Regions from separate parts of the Sus scrofa genome. Here region 1 is linked to region 2. Evidence: chromatin contacts called from public HiChIP or PLAC-seq data. All regions are on one chromosome and are shown on one strand. Each heading gives the region's core, a stretch centred on a gene start, on an enhancer-like site or on the middle of the called end of the contact. The rest is flanking DNA. Distances are from core to core; before and after follow the strand shown.

Region 1 (2,929 bases), core at 278-2,777, 150 kb after region 2:
CATCTCATGACAAAGAAAGATGCCCAAATATTTCTCCACCGTGGGTAGGGTGTGCTTGAGGGGGTGGGCGCCTACCAGGTGGAGGGACTGGGGGTCTGGGGCAGTGGGTGGGTGCTGTCCGTCGGGCTGGCTGGCCAGCAAGCTGGACAGAAGGAGAGTCTTCTTAGTCTCTGGAAGTTTGGAGCTGGGAGAACAAATAAAGATACTTTGCAGCGGTTCTTACCCAGAGGGTCAGAAAACAGTGGAACTCTTGACCAAGTAGCAGCAGGGCGACTTCAGCTGCCAACCAGGAACTGTGCTCAAAGGGACAGTGGGATCACCAGGGCTGCCAGACTGGGGTGGGTCCAGCGCCCACACGGATCAGAGCAGAAGGAACAGGGAAAACCACAGATTTAGCGCAATGGTTTCCTTCTAAGAAGGCAGAGGCGAAGGGCCAGAAGGGAAGTGAGTACACACCGCCCCCTCCTCCTGGGCCCCAGAGCACCGATGGAGTGCACCCCCCCTGCCTCCACCCTGCACCTTCAACACGAAGGACCCTAAGTTTTAACAAGGTGCTAAAAGTTGGGGGTGGGAGGGCTGGGCTTGGAATCCTGAAATTTCTTTAGAACCCATGTCCTTCCTGTGCTAATGTAGTAACACGAATAATATTCATTGTTGACTCTGTGTGTGTGTGTGTGTGTGTGTGATTTGTTAGGATCAAGACTTGCGTCCGAAATAGCGATTCTCAGCTGAGGGCCTTTTCCACCGCCCACCCCCGTCCCCAGCCCCGAAGGTCTGCCAGCGCCGGGAGACAGTTCTGATTGTCGGAGCTTAGGGAAGAGGTGCCACTGGCATCTCGTGGGCATGGGCCGGGGAGGCTGCCAGACCTGCTCAGGGCACCAACAGGCCCCGCAGCAGAGAATGATCCAGCCCCAGGCGCCAGTCCTGCTGGTGGTGAGACCCTCATCTAGAATGGACACGTCTCGTTGAAACAAGGGTCTGTCTTCCCGTGGCGAGGGGTGGGGGGCGGGCTCCACAGGGGCTCCTCCTTTAAACAGAGCTGACCCTTTGAGTAACACTGGCCAGAGAAGGGCATTTTGGAAAAGGTTTCCCTCGGTGTAAATTCTCTCAAACTGCAGGCTCATTACCAGGCTGGCGGATGGTGCGAAACCCCAGCATCGCCCATCTTCAGGGGCCAATCCCCCGAACCCCCCACCTGAACCAAACCAGCGGGAGACCCTCTCCCACAGAGGGGACGAGGCTCTGAGGAGCTGGAAGAGGCGCCAGCTTTTCCAGCCTCACGGGACCTCCGGGAGGGTCCCGGCCCCTGGGCCCGGGTGGGGGAGGGCCAAGCGGGGGTCTAGCTGCATCCAGTGAGTGGGCTTCGATCCAGCGGTAACTGTCACTTGGGCAACGTCACCTTGCTGTTGCCCCTCCCCCTGCAGTGACGTGGACGCTGAGATGACAGCCATGTCCAGACTGTACTGTCTCGGGGAAGCTGTGGTTAGGAAGTGACAGTGTCCGTGGCACATGGCATGCCCAAGGGTTTCCCACATGCGCTCCCCTTTGCCAGTCAGCACGGCTGTCCCTGGGCTCTGCCTTCCCCAAAGTCAGGGATGGTGACAGTTCATCTGACAGCCCCTGGCCAAGTCCTGCCCACACGCTTGCCAAGTGTGGTTAACAGTGACAGTGACAGGGACAGAAACGCATGTTTCTTTCCCATGCGAGCAGCCCTCCTTCGAGACAAGGTCATACCCAGCAAGTTCCCCTTCGTCCCTACTTTTTTTTGAAGGGCAGCCCCTGCGGCACACAGAGGTTCCAAGGCTAGGGGTCGAATCGGAGCTACAATTGCCAGTCTACACCATAGCCACAGCCATGCCAGATCCGAGCTGCATCTGCGAGCTACACCACAGCCAGGGGATCCTTACCCACTGAGGCCAGGATTGAACCCACATCCTCATGGATACCAGCTGGGTTCTTAACCTGCTGAGCCACAGTGGCAGCTCCGCTTAGTCCCTACTTTTAAGAGAAGAGAGAACAAAAGGCTTCTCACCATTTTAGCAGGAAGACAGAAGTGCAGGCTTCTTGCCCTCGAATGACCAGAACTTACCCGAGAGCCTGCCTTCAAATGTCAGGATGGCATTTACCCTGACAGGGTTCCTGTCCCCATGCAGAAAGCTGCTCTAACCCGGCCTGCCAGCCGGGACGCCGTGTCTCAACCTCACGTCAGGTTTGGGAGCTTTCAGGGAGAGGGTTTGGGGTCTCTCCTGGGAGGCCCCAGGAAGGAGCAAGGCTGACCTGGGGCCTTGGAGGGGCACCTTCACATGGCTGCTCTGGGAGAGGCCTGAGACGCCTCTGCCGGGGTGGGTCCAGGGACAGAACCAGAACCAGGGGCCGTCAGGCCATAGCGGATGCTGAGGCCTCGTGGGATGGCCTGCAACTGCTGTGCCATTGACCTCCTTCCACGTGGACTCCCGACACTGTCTGCGAGACGGACATCGGGGTCCCTGGCCACTGAGGAAGCCACAATGGATGGAAATTCGCCATCCAGGCAAAGGCTGACGCTGCTTTGGCGCAGGTCAATACACACCTCCCATCCTCTGACAGCTTCGCACGACTTGAACCAGCTTGTGAGGCCAGAGTCCAAGCCCCTGGGGGCCTCCGTCATCAGGGAGGCACCCACGTTGCATCAGAGCCGATGGCAGGGATGACTGGACCCAGGACCCAGGAGCTCTCGGCCACATTCCCTGGGGTTCTAGCCCCTCCCTCTTAGAGGCCCAGGCTCTGCCTTGGGCAGGGGTCCAGAAGTTTCCGGGGCTGACTCTCAGGCCCCTCCCGCTCCCCTCCCCCTCCCCTGGGTGCTCCCCAGTCAGCCCAGCCCGCGTCCCTCTCTCTGCTGAGTAATTGGGGTGAAACTACAGCACAAGCCTGGCCCCCGGCTCTGAGATCA
Region 2 (2,926 bases), core at 99-2,598:
GTTCCCACGATCACGAGAAACCAGGCACACGCACTCCTGGGGAGCGGCCTGCGGGCGCCCAGAACATCCAGGAGGAACCGGTCAGCTGCCCAACAGCTGACGGGGCTGGATCGCCAAGCAGGGCCTCCAATCCAGCCAGACCGGGCCTGGCGTCAGCAGCGCCTGCCCAGCAAGGGAATCCACGGAGACGAGGACCTGGCAGTCGCCCACTTCCTCGTCCGCTTCCGAAAACACAGGCGCCACGCACGGCCCTGCAGCCGCGCCTCCGCGGCACTGGCCAGGCTTCAGCAGCAGCGGCGGAGGGTGTATTTCAGAACCGAACCCGCGGCCAGGACCCCCTCCCCTCCACGTAGGACACTGCTTCCCGGGTCTGGAGCTTTGCTGTAACCGTGTTTTCTTGTCCTCGCCGGCCCAGCGGTGAGCCCAGCCCGGCTTGGCCGCCTGGGGTGTGACGGCAGCAGCCATCACAGTCGGGGCCGGTGACACCCGGGCCCTTCAGAGCCCTTCCAGACGCACTGCCCCGTAAGCCCTCGCGGATCCTGTAATTAAGGACACTGGGCCTTGTGCCCATTTCTAAGATGGGAAAAAGGCACCTTCAAGGCTTTTGGTCATTGACGCGAGGACATGCACAGGCCCAGGCTTTTTGCTTCCCAGCCCCGTGGTCGGCCTGGGGCTGCAGCAGCCCGAACACACCGTCTTCAAGCAGTCACCCCAGCCGCACTGCCTGGGGAGGACACAACCAAAAGGCACACAAAGCCAGAGGCGGGCGAGCGCTGCAGGCCACATCACACGCCCCGAGTCCCTAAGGTCCAGCGGCATTTAGGGGCCGGGGAATATTTATCATTGTTTACACCAAACAAACCCTCCCTCGCCTTAAGCAAAGGCCAAAAGCCCAGTAACCCCCCCCCAGTGCAAACACCAGCTGGAGGACTTGCTCCGGCCTCCTCAGGAAGTCTGCGCTAATAATTATCCAGACAGCACTCTGAGGTCAAGGCAGGCTGGGCGCCCGGGGTGGCACAGGACCGTCCCCCAACCAAGCCACATGAGGAAGGGGACTCGGGCTCAGATGGGTCGTCTTCCCTGCTCCCACGCCCTGCCCTGGCCACAGATCTTAACCGCTTCAAAGACTGAACTCCACAGGCCGGGCTGGCTTCCTCTAAATATCCAAAAGACATCTAAATGCGTGTGCCATACACACAAATCCAGGCTCACCCTTTCTGGTTCCCAGATTAAAAGCAGCTTGAGTCTAGGAACTGTGCTCTTACTCAAAGTCACATGTCCGACTCTTGACCCGGAGAAGACACTGAATAACGATGAGTCACAGAAAACAGAAGGACAGCTGTGCAAAATACACGCACCCTGTCTGCCCACTCAGCAGGGCTCATGCAGAAACGCTACACTAGGAGAAGCCAGGACGAGGGAGCGGCCTGCGGGCCTCGGGGGGCCGACCGTCTGAGGCAGGAGGCACGGGACTAGCTGCCCAGACAAGTGGTGTGCGGAGGCGGGAGGGAGCCCTGGGGAGGGCTCCGCAGGGGAAGCAGCGCTGAAGCTGGGCCCGGGGGCACGTCGGTCTCGCTGTCCTGCCTTGTGGGTGGCAGGAGGGGAAGGGCTGGGAGGGGGCCTGGCAGAGCAGCTCACTCCCGGAAAGAGAGCCGTGCGGGAGAGGCCAGAGTTGGCTTGTTATCAGGATCCAAAGTCCCTGGGAGGGCCTGTTTCAGCCACAGTGACAAGGCCAGGAGCCACAGCTGCGTGAGGAGAGGGCCACAGGGAGGAGCCACGCGGCTCGGGTGGCCCTGCTCTCCGCCCCCCTGGCGCCTCTGAAGCAGGGCTCCACCATCTGCCAGTTCCACACCCCGTTTGCTGCCCCCACCCATGTGTCTCTGTCATTCAGGACGACAGGAGGCCAGGAAGTCCCGTCACACAACTGCCAAGAGGGAAACTAACTTGGTGTCACAGAGACGGGTCAGAGACCAGACAGGCCACAACCGGACTCCCAGGGCGTTTCAACTGAGAGCGGGATGGGCACAGAGAAGGGGGGTTAGGGACACACGCACTGAGACCCGTCTCGCGCCGGGACGCCCCGGGATGCACGCCTCGAGGAGGACTCGCCACCACCGGGCAGACGCGGAGGCTGCTGAGCCCGCCGCCTGGTGCTGGCACCTCCAACCCTCCTCACCCAGTGGGTCCCGCGGGCATGAACAGCCACCCGAGGGCAAGTTTCAAACAAACGGACACCAAGGAGGCCGGACGGAGCCGACAGGCGGGATGCAGACGCTCGCCGCCCCCAGGAACACGCTCGTCCAGACTCCGTGAGACCCCGTCACAGCCCCGAGGACGGCACGGACGCGGAGAGGGGAGCCCGGCTCTGCTCGTGGGGACGGAACACGCGCATGTGCGGGGACAACGGGACGGAGGGTCCTCAAAAAGCTCAAGACACAGAACTACCGTATGACCCCGCAATCCCGCTTCTGGGTATGGACCCCGAATCACCGAAAGCGGAGACTGAGAAGGGGTGTCTGTACCCCCGTGCGCACAGCAGCGTATGCGTCATAGCAGCCAAAGGGGGGACGTGATCCGAATTCCCTCTGAGGGTGGATGGAGAAACAAAACATGGTCTGCCGGGCGACGGGACACGGCTCAACCTTGAAAAGACGGGAAATCCTGACACGTGTCCCAACACGGATGGACCTGGAGGACGTGACGCCGGTCATACGAGGACAGGGCCTGCAGGATTCCACCCACATGAGGCCCCTAAAGTCACCGCATTCACAGAGCCAGGAAGTGGAGGGTGGGGCTCGGGGGTTCGAACGACGGGGAGGGGGACGGGGAATCAGAGTTTAACGGGACGGCGTTTGGGTTCTGCAAGAGGCACACGTTCCGGAGACAGACAGACGGTGGTACCACAATGTGACCCACTCAATGCTAC

The links. HiChIP or PLAC-seq counts read pairs in DNA pulled down with a chosen protein or histone mark.
Region 1: an H3K27ac HiChIP or PLAC-seq map of alveolar macrophages shows a contact between it and region 2. The contact joins two enhancer-like sites. A contact is called at or near these places in 2 of 47 Hi-C or Micro-C datasets (epiblast stem cells and fetal liver) and 1 of 2 datasets of contacts at active chromatin or transcription factors (alveolar macrophages).

What each region holds. Positions count from the first base shown.
Region 1 is chr7:2,209,349-2,212,277 of Sscrofa11.1, forward strand. No RefSeq gene overlaps it. Among named protein-coding and RNA genes, the nearest start is that of PXDC1, 38 kb to the right of the region's middle. Within about 2 kb of position 1,528, at least 3 of the 83 cell types and tissues checked have an H3K27ac peak or open chromatin away from gene starts, as enhancers often do. A contact at or near this core is called in alveolar macrophages, where this site is marked.
Region 2 is chr7:2,056,088-2,059,013 of Sscrofa11.1, forward strand. All of the region lies in intron 3 of SLC22A23 (solute carrier family 22 member 23), which reads right to left. Among named protein-coding and RNA genes, the nearest start is that of SLC22A23, 74 kb to the right of the region's middle. Within about 2 kb of position 1,349, at least 48 of the 83 cell types and tissues checked have an H3K27ac peak or open chromatin away from gene starts, as enhancers often do. A contact at or near this core is called in alveolar macrophages, where this site is marked.